Regions from separate parts of the Mus musculus genome. Here region 2 is linked to region 1. The links are chromatin contacts, called in public HiChIP or PLAC-seq maps. All regions are on one chromosome and are shown on one strand. The core of a region is the stretch at or near the end of the contact, and the rest is flanking DNA. Distances in the headings are between cores, read along the strand shown. Region 1 has its middle 94 kb from the start of Far2. Region 2 overlaps Far2 (fatty acyl CoA reductase 2).

Evidence for each region. HiChIP or PLAC-seq counts read pairs in DNA pulled down with a chosen protein or histone mark.
Region 2: an H3K4me3 HiChIP or PLAC-seq map of intestinal crypt epithelium shows a contact between it and region 1, with 5 read pairs. The contact joins two enhancer-like sites. A contact is called at or near these places in 2 of 484 Hi-C or Micro-C datasets (cortical neurons and embryonic stem cells) and 1 of 115 datasets of contacts at active chromatin or transcription factors (intestinal crypt epithelium).

The regions. Positions count from the first base shown.
Region 1 is chr6:147,951,714-147,955,286 of GRCm38.p6, forward strand. No RefSeq gene overlaps it. Among named protein-coding and RNA genes, the nearest start is that of Far2, 94 kb to the right of the region's middle. Within about 2 kb of position 1,773, at least 40 of the 459 cell types and tissues checked have an H3K27ac peak or open chromatin away from gene starts, as enhancers often do. A contact at or near this core is called in intestinal crypt epithelium, where this site is marked.
Region 2 is chr6:148,091,255-148,094,636 of GRCm38.p6, forward strand. All of the region lies in intron 1 of Far2 (fatty acyl CoA reductase 2), which reads left to right. Among named protein-coding and RNA genes, the nearest start is that of Far2os1, 25 kb to the left of the region's middle. Within about 2 kb of position 2,052, at least 4 of the 459 cell types and tissues checked have an H3K27ac peak or open chromatin away from gene starts, as enhancers often do. A contact at or near this core is called in intestinal crypt epithelium, where this site is marked.

The DNA.
Region 1 (3,573 bases), core at 523-3,022:
AATAATGCTCTAACACTGGTAAATCCTAGCTACTGCCTTGACACCAAGTCCTCACTGTTGAGCCAGGGTGTTGAGCTGGTCAGTTGGTCAAGTGCTTGTTGCCCAAGCACAGGGTTTAGTAATCACATGGGCAGCATTCTTGAAATCCCAGCTCAGACAAGCAGATACTTGGGGCACTGCCCAGCCTAACCTAGTTGGTGAGATTCAATGAGAAACTCTGTTTCAAAAACAAAGATCACAAAAACAAGGAATGACACCCAAAGTTGTCACATACATCAGTGTATGTGCATATATATGTGTATGTTTGTGCATGTGTGTATACACATGTGTATGTGTGTACATGTGTATGTGTGTGAATGTGTGTGCACATGAGTATGTGTGTGCATGTATATGTGTATATATGTGTATACATGTGCATGTGTGTACATGTGTATCTGTGTGAATGTGTGTGCACATGAGTATGTGTGTGTGCATGTATATGTGTGTATGTGTATATATGTGCATGTGTGTGCACATATGTATGTGTGTTCCTGTGTATATGTGTGAATGTGTGTGCACATGTGTATGTGTGTATATGTGCATGTATGTGTATACATGTGTGTGTGTGCGTGTGTGTGTGTGTGTGTGTGTGTGTGTGTGTGTGTGTGTTTGGAGAGTGAGAGGAGAAGGGTAGAGGAGGTTATCCTCAGTGTTGTGTCAATCTGCTTTTCTGTTTACAAGCATAAACACGGGGAACTGGACTGAGGCAGTTGAGAGTCAGCCTTGAGAACTCCCAAGTTTCTTGCTCTACCCTGCACTCCTCCAGTGTTAAAGGCCAAGGGACTCTCTCTTCTGTGTTTAGGACCCAATGGTTGTATGCCTATGTAACAGGGGCAGCTTCCTGGTCCCATGTCTCATCCTCTCCCACCTGTGCCTCAGTACCACATTGTGGTCAGCACACAAAGTGTTTCCCTTTCCCTTAGTATTTAGGCATTTCTGCTCACTGCAGCATCAGCAAGCATCATCATGCCAGACTTTGGAAGCAGTGGCAGCAAGCATCATCATGCCAGGCCTTGGGAGAGATCAACACCATGGTTCACACCAATTCTCATGCCTAAGGCTTTAGAACTGAGCACTCTACAAACAACTCTAGAGCCACGGTGTTCTGCGTTCTCCTTTAGGTGGGTATGTGTATGACTCAACATATGCTCCTTTCTCACATACACACAGAAGCCTGGCCTGTGGGAGGCCTCAGAGTTCGGGAAGCCTCTGCCTGGGAGACATCCTGGCACTGGGGTATTCTGGAGTTACAAAAGATGCACGGCTTTCTGTTGGCTTTCTTCCCTATGTGCGGCCCTGGTGACTGCCCAGGGAGAGGAAAGCCCCTCACTCCCCCAGGACTTGAGGCACCTTCCTGTTCCTTGGCTGCATTTACAAAATCTCCCTGAATAATCAAGCGGCTCTCATGATTTCAGCTTCCCTGGGGAAGGCTCTGGCAGTCCCTGGCAGTGCAGTGCACAAGGTTTGGGGTCTGGGTGGGGGTGGGGGTGGGGTTGGGGACAGAGTGGAGAACTGGAGCTCAGGAGCACAGTTTTGAGCCAAGCTGATTTCTATTACCTTGGGTATGTGAAAGCAGGAAGAAATGTCACATTATCCGCCCCCCCCCAGCTTTGCGTGCCTTGCCTGGCATGGAGTCTGCCAGTTTAGACCACCTATAATGCAGACCTGCAGACCTGGAAGAAAACACTCTCTGTGATAAACACACCCAGGCATCTGTGAGGCAAGAATGCCCTCTAACGGAAGTGTGAAGAATGTCGGTGATTTACCTTCTTTCTATTTAACTGGCAACAATTCTGCCCCATTTTACATCTTGGGTTCAAAGCTCATGTTTACATTCAAATACATCTATCAGGAGGACCTGGTAAGCTGCCAAAAGATTCTTCTGTGGCTCTGTCTCCCATGAATCCTAGTTCCTGCTTATAATTTTTATCCTTACTTATGATTGAGAAATGAAGGGTTTCTGGGCTTAATTTCACTCAGGTTTTGAGATGAGGTAGCCACAGTGTTTTTAGCCCCATCGTCCTCTGAGAAGTGCCCATGCTTTTTCCTAAAGTCATGTGTTAACCATTTAGCCAATTCTACTTGGCTCAGAGCACCCTGAAGTCCTCTTATGATGATGCAATGTCGCAAAGTCCAAGTTGATCTGTGTGGGTCGGCATAGGAGAGCTCCGTTCAGACTTGCTGACTGCACTTACTGAGAAAAACCCACATAGGCATATTCCAGAAGCAGTGCCGATTAACTCAAATTGAACCCCAGATCAGGCTAAGCTTGTTGGGCATTACATGCCTCTCTCCTCTGTGAGTGAACTAAGCCATTAATACTTAGACAGTAGAGACAGCTGCTTGGATTCTGGGCCATGTCTGAAGGGCCTTTTCACCCTGTCACTTGGCCGAGACGGTGGCTCAGACAAGAAATGGATTCAGCTAGCTTCCCATGCCATCCAAGCAGAACCAGGTCATGTGTAAGAACGGCAAACCATGGGCTTCCAAGAGCTATGGAAATTGGTGGAGCTTGCTGTCACTAGAAGCAAGACTTATAGACCAGCATTTCTTCTCATTTCTTTGTTAGACTGGAAATGACTACCTGGCCTGTAGGTGTGTGACTTATAACCGGACCCCTGAGCCTGAACCTGAACCAGGAGGGACACCCACTCAACTCAAGAGTAGAGTTGTCTACTCTACTCTTGAGGTTTGTCTCTCACTTTTGTGGTTCATAACATTAAATCACTGTGAGGCTGGGAAATGACTCAGCATAAACATGAAGACTGAGCTAGATTCTCAGCACATGTTAAAAAAGGAAAAAGAAAAAAGAGAGAGAAGAGGAAGGGAAGGAAGGAAGGAAGGAAGGAAGGAAGGAAGGAAGGAAGGAAGGAAGGAAGGAAGGAAGGAAGAAAAGGAGGAAGGGAAGGAGGGAGGGAGGGAGAGAGAGCAGTCCAAGTTCAGTGGAGCACACCTGTTCTCTCTTTCTCCTGCAGGGGAGACAGAGGCAGGAAAACCCCTGGAACTGGCTCAGAGTCTCTTTGTGCTTAGAAACAAAATTCTGACATCTCCTCTGTGGGGCTCGCCATGGCAATCACTCTGTATTTTAAACTTTGAATGCCTCATGCAGGGTAGAAGCCCTGTAGCCCCATGTGCCTGTGAACCCAAACCTCCTTCATCTTTCTTGAGAGTGCTCCCTGCTTTAGGATAGAATGAGAATAAAAACCTCAGGGGTCTTCTGTGGAGATATTTCCAGGCTCCAGCAGGGAGTGAATTCAGTCTTTGCCTGGCTCCTGGGACAGAGTCCAAAGCAGAGAGCAGGAGGGGTTGGTGATCCATGCAGTTGACACAATACATATACAGTGCTGTGGGTCAAGGTGCAAGTGGATTGAAGGAGCTCTGTGTGGGCTCAGGACATGTCCACAAAGCACATTGTGGGCGGCCTGGCCTCAGGGTTACATAGAGAACTGTGTGGCAAGATCCTCGTGTGACCTCTGCCCAAAGTTGACTCAAGTCTGTTCCAGCCAAATGTTATTCATCTCTCATTTTTAAGAG
Region 2 (3,382 bases), core at 802-3,301, 140 kb after region 1:
AGATTTAGTTCCCAGCACCCACATGGTAGCTTGCAATCTTCAGTAACTCTAGTTCCAGGGGATCTGATACTTTTTTTTCTAACTTCTGTGGGCACCATGCACACATACATGCACACATGCTGGCAAAGAAACTCACAAAGTAAAACTTTAAAACCCAAAGACCAAATTCCACGGGCATGAGTTGGTTTCCCAGAGAGATGCTGAAGGAGGTGCTTTTTCACTGGCTTTTCCTTAAATTGGTGTGAAGCCAACCTCAGAGAACATGAGGCCTGTGAGGACTTGAAATGTACAGCCTTGTGAAGGAGTTACAGCAGCTTGAGGAAATGGCTCCCAGGAAGACACAGCTCTGTGTAAACATGGGCCCCCACCCCCCACCCCCCTCCACCACCCCCCACCCCTCTGAGAGGACATGACCCTATTCTCTCATTGTAATTGATACTACAATGAGACCACTGACAAAAATGTCATAAAAATAAACAATGAAAATTCCCGCACATTTTATGGAGGAACTAACACACACACACACTAAGGAGTCACTTGGACATAAAACATAAAAAGGGGTGCCTAGGATGTGTTGTTCAGCTGCTGAGATCTGCAGAACAAAACACAAGAGTTTTTCTTATTATTTTATGTGTCTAAGAGGTTTTCTTGTATGTATGCATGTATGTGCATCACATATATACATGTGCAGAGCCAGCAGAGGCCAAAAGAAGGTCTCAAATACCCTGAAACTGAAGTTACAGATGATTGTGAATCACCATTTAGGTGTCAGGAACCCAACCTGGGTCCTCTGAAAGAGCAGCAGGTGATCTTCGCCTCAGAGCCATCTCCAACCCAGGAAAGTGTTTTGAGGAGAATATGCTCGATAGAGTAGCAATGCACATCTGAAGCTGAGACAGCAGCATTGCCATCAGTGTGTTTTGCGTGAAATATTAAGAAAGCAATCCATGCTACGCCAGCCAGACACCATCAGGCAGGCCAGCCTGTTCTCATCTTTGCAGACTCTCTAACCCTGAGCTCTGAAATCTCTCCACCCAATTTGTTAAGTTCCCATGGAGGGCCATTGCCATGCCAGCCCCACGCTTTCAAATTTCTAAGGCCTTTTGGGCCACGCTTTGCCACTGTACCTTTCTCTCTGGAACCCAGTTGAGTTGCTGCGTGAAGGGAAACACCACACAAACTTAGTTCAGAATTAACAGGTAACTCAAGCACTGGGTGCAGCAACTAGCATCCTAGTCTCTAAGCCATTCTAAGTTAAATCCTCCGGTAGCAGATCCCAACAGATCTGCCACCTGAACTGGGAGCCTCCACTACCTACATTTTGGTCTCCACCTGCCCTTTGGGCAGTCTCCTCCTTCTGCTCCCCCCCCCCCCACTTCATCTCTCTGACCTGGAAGTCCTGCCTACTCCTCACCCAGTTATTGGTCCCCTGAAATCTTTATTTATTAGGGGAACGTTCTCCTGAAGTCACTTGAGTATGTGATTCATGCATTATCCCAGGCAACCCCTCTTGGGGAAGTGGAATTAGCATCAAAATACAATTAGCACCAGGGCTATCCACAACAAGTGTGAGGCCAGGCTGGTTTCTAGAATGAGCACCAGCCTGGGCTACAATGCAACTGTCTCAAAGCAATCGAAAGAAAACCAAATGGGTTCTGGGCAGAGGGAGCAGCAGATGCTTTGACCCCAAGGTGAGATGAAGTTCTGCACCTAGCGAGCCACCTGCTTTGACTAGGTCTTTCCTGACAGACACTATCTGAGGATTTGTTATCAACTGCAGTGATTACACATAGTTATCACATTATGCTATAAAGAAATCTGAAATTCTGGGTTGAATGGGTTCATAAAACCTCCGCTTCCCAACCCCCACTTAATTCACTCCATGGGTGGTTCTGGGGTGCCTTGCCTAGTACAATCTGGTCATTGTACTATGTGTGGATAATAAAGGTGCTGGTCCCTTCCAAAACCCAAGTCTTTGCAGAGGTCTTCAGAAGTTTCAGAGAGGTCTGTGGACTAGGAATGAAGCGTGCCCTCTGTTCTTGGCACAGCCTGTATCTAGTTAGTTCCCGGTCTCCGTGTGCTGCGTAAGCATTGGCTCCTTCACCCACTGATTCTAAGGCACAAGCAGCCACTTCGCAGTGATTACTGAATGATTATACCCGGAAAGCAAGGGTGAATGTGGTGTGCAGACCAGATCCATATGTGTAGCTTTCCCTGCTGTAGTCAGTATGGTCTGGCTAGATCAGGTGCAGACAAGACCCTCGGGAGAGTAGCAAAGGCTTCATGTGACCCCTGAACTCAAAAGAAATGGTTCTCATAGCCAGCCTAGAAGGGCCTCACACCAGGGAGCTTCCTTAAGGGCTAAAAGAAACTTGGGGTCTCAATGTCTCAGAAGTCCTGACTCCCAGACAACTGTGTCACATGGCTGTGGTTTAAATATCCAGATATTTAATGTTAAAAGGACCCAGAGATTATTTCTAACTTTAAAAGAAAATACTATGTTTAAATTTTTTCAATTGGAGACTACCCAGTATGAAAAGTTTAATATTCTGTTTACCAGGGGGTGAGGGGTGGGTTGTTGTTTTGTTTTGTTTTTGAGACAGGGTTTTGTATAACCCACACTACCTTAAATTCAGTATATAGCTGAAGATGACCTTAAATGTCTGATGCCCCTGTTTCCACCTTCCAGGTGCCAGGATCACAGGAGTAGAGCACCATTCCCAGCTAAAAGCTTATTTTCAAAATGAGAACTCTGATTTTGGTCAGAGGCATGGTGTTACTGACCCCATCTCTAAGGAGTGACTCTCTAACAGGGGCAGGCATTCTGACTGAAGCGTCCCAGTTCCTTACTGGGATTCCTAGTGAGTAGACCATCTAGGAGTGACGTGTTTCTAAGACAGCTTGCTCCCAAAGGGGTGCTCCCCTACCGCTCCACCTGACTCACTACTCAGGTTATCCGTAATCATCGCCCCTGTGTAGAACTGAACTGCGCACTTTGGGTCTTGTCTCATGCTGGTTTCGGCTGCTGATGTGTTCCCATCATGTGTCACATCAAAAGCAATTAAGACGCTGTGTCTAAGAGAGGCACTAACATTACCTGACACAGGTGTTTAGCTCTTTGAGATGGACTGGGAAACTGCTGGTGCTTCCTAACAGTTGGCTTGCATTCAACCTGGCAAGCGGCCTCAGACCCCAAGAGCCATGCTACAGCCTCACAGGGCATGCGACTTTCCCATAATGGTCCTCTATGACAGTCTTGAGTAAAATTATGGTCTGGTTCCACTTCCAGGCTTCTGGCTCCTGTCCAGTAATCAAAGTGTTTGCTGCCTCTGAGTTAAATGGAAGGTTCCTTGGGATCCAACTTGAATATCTCCCATACTTT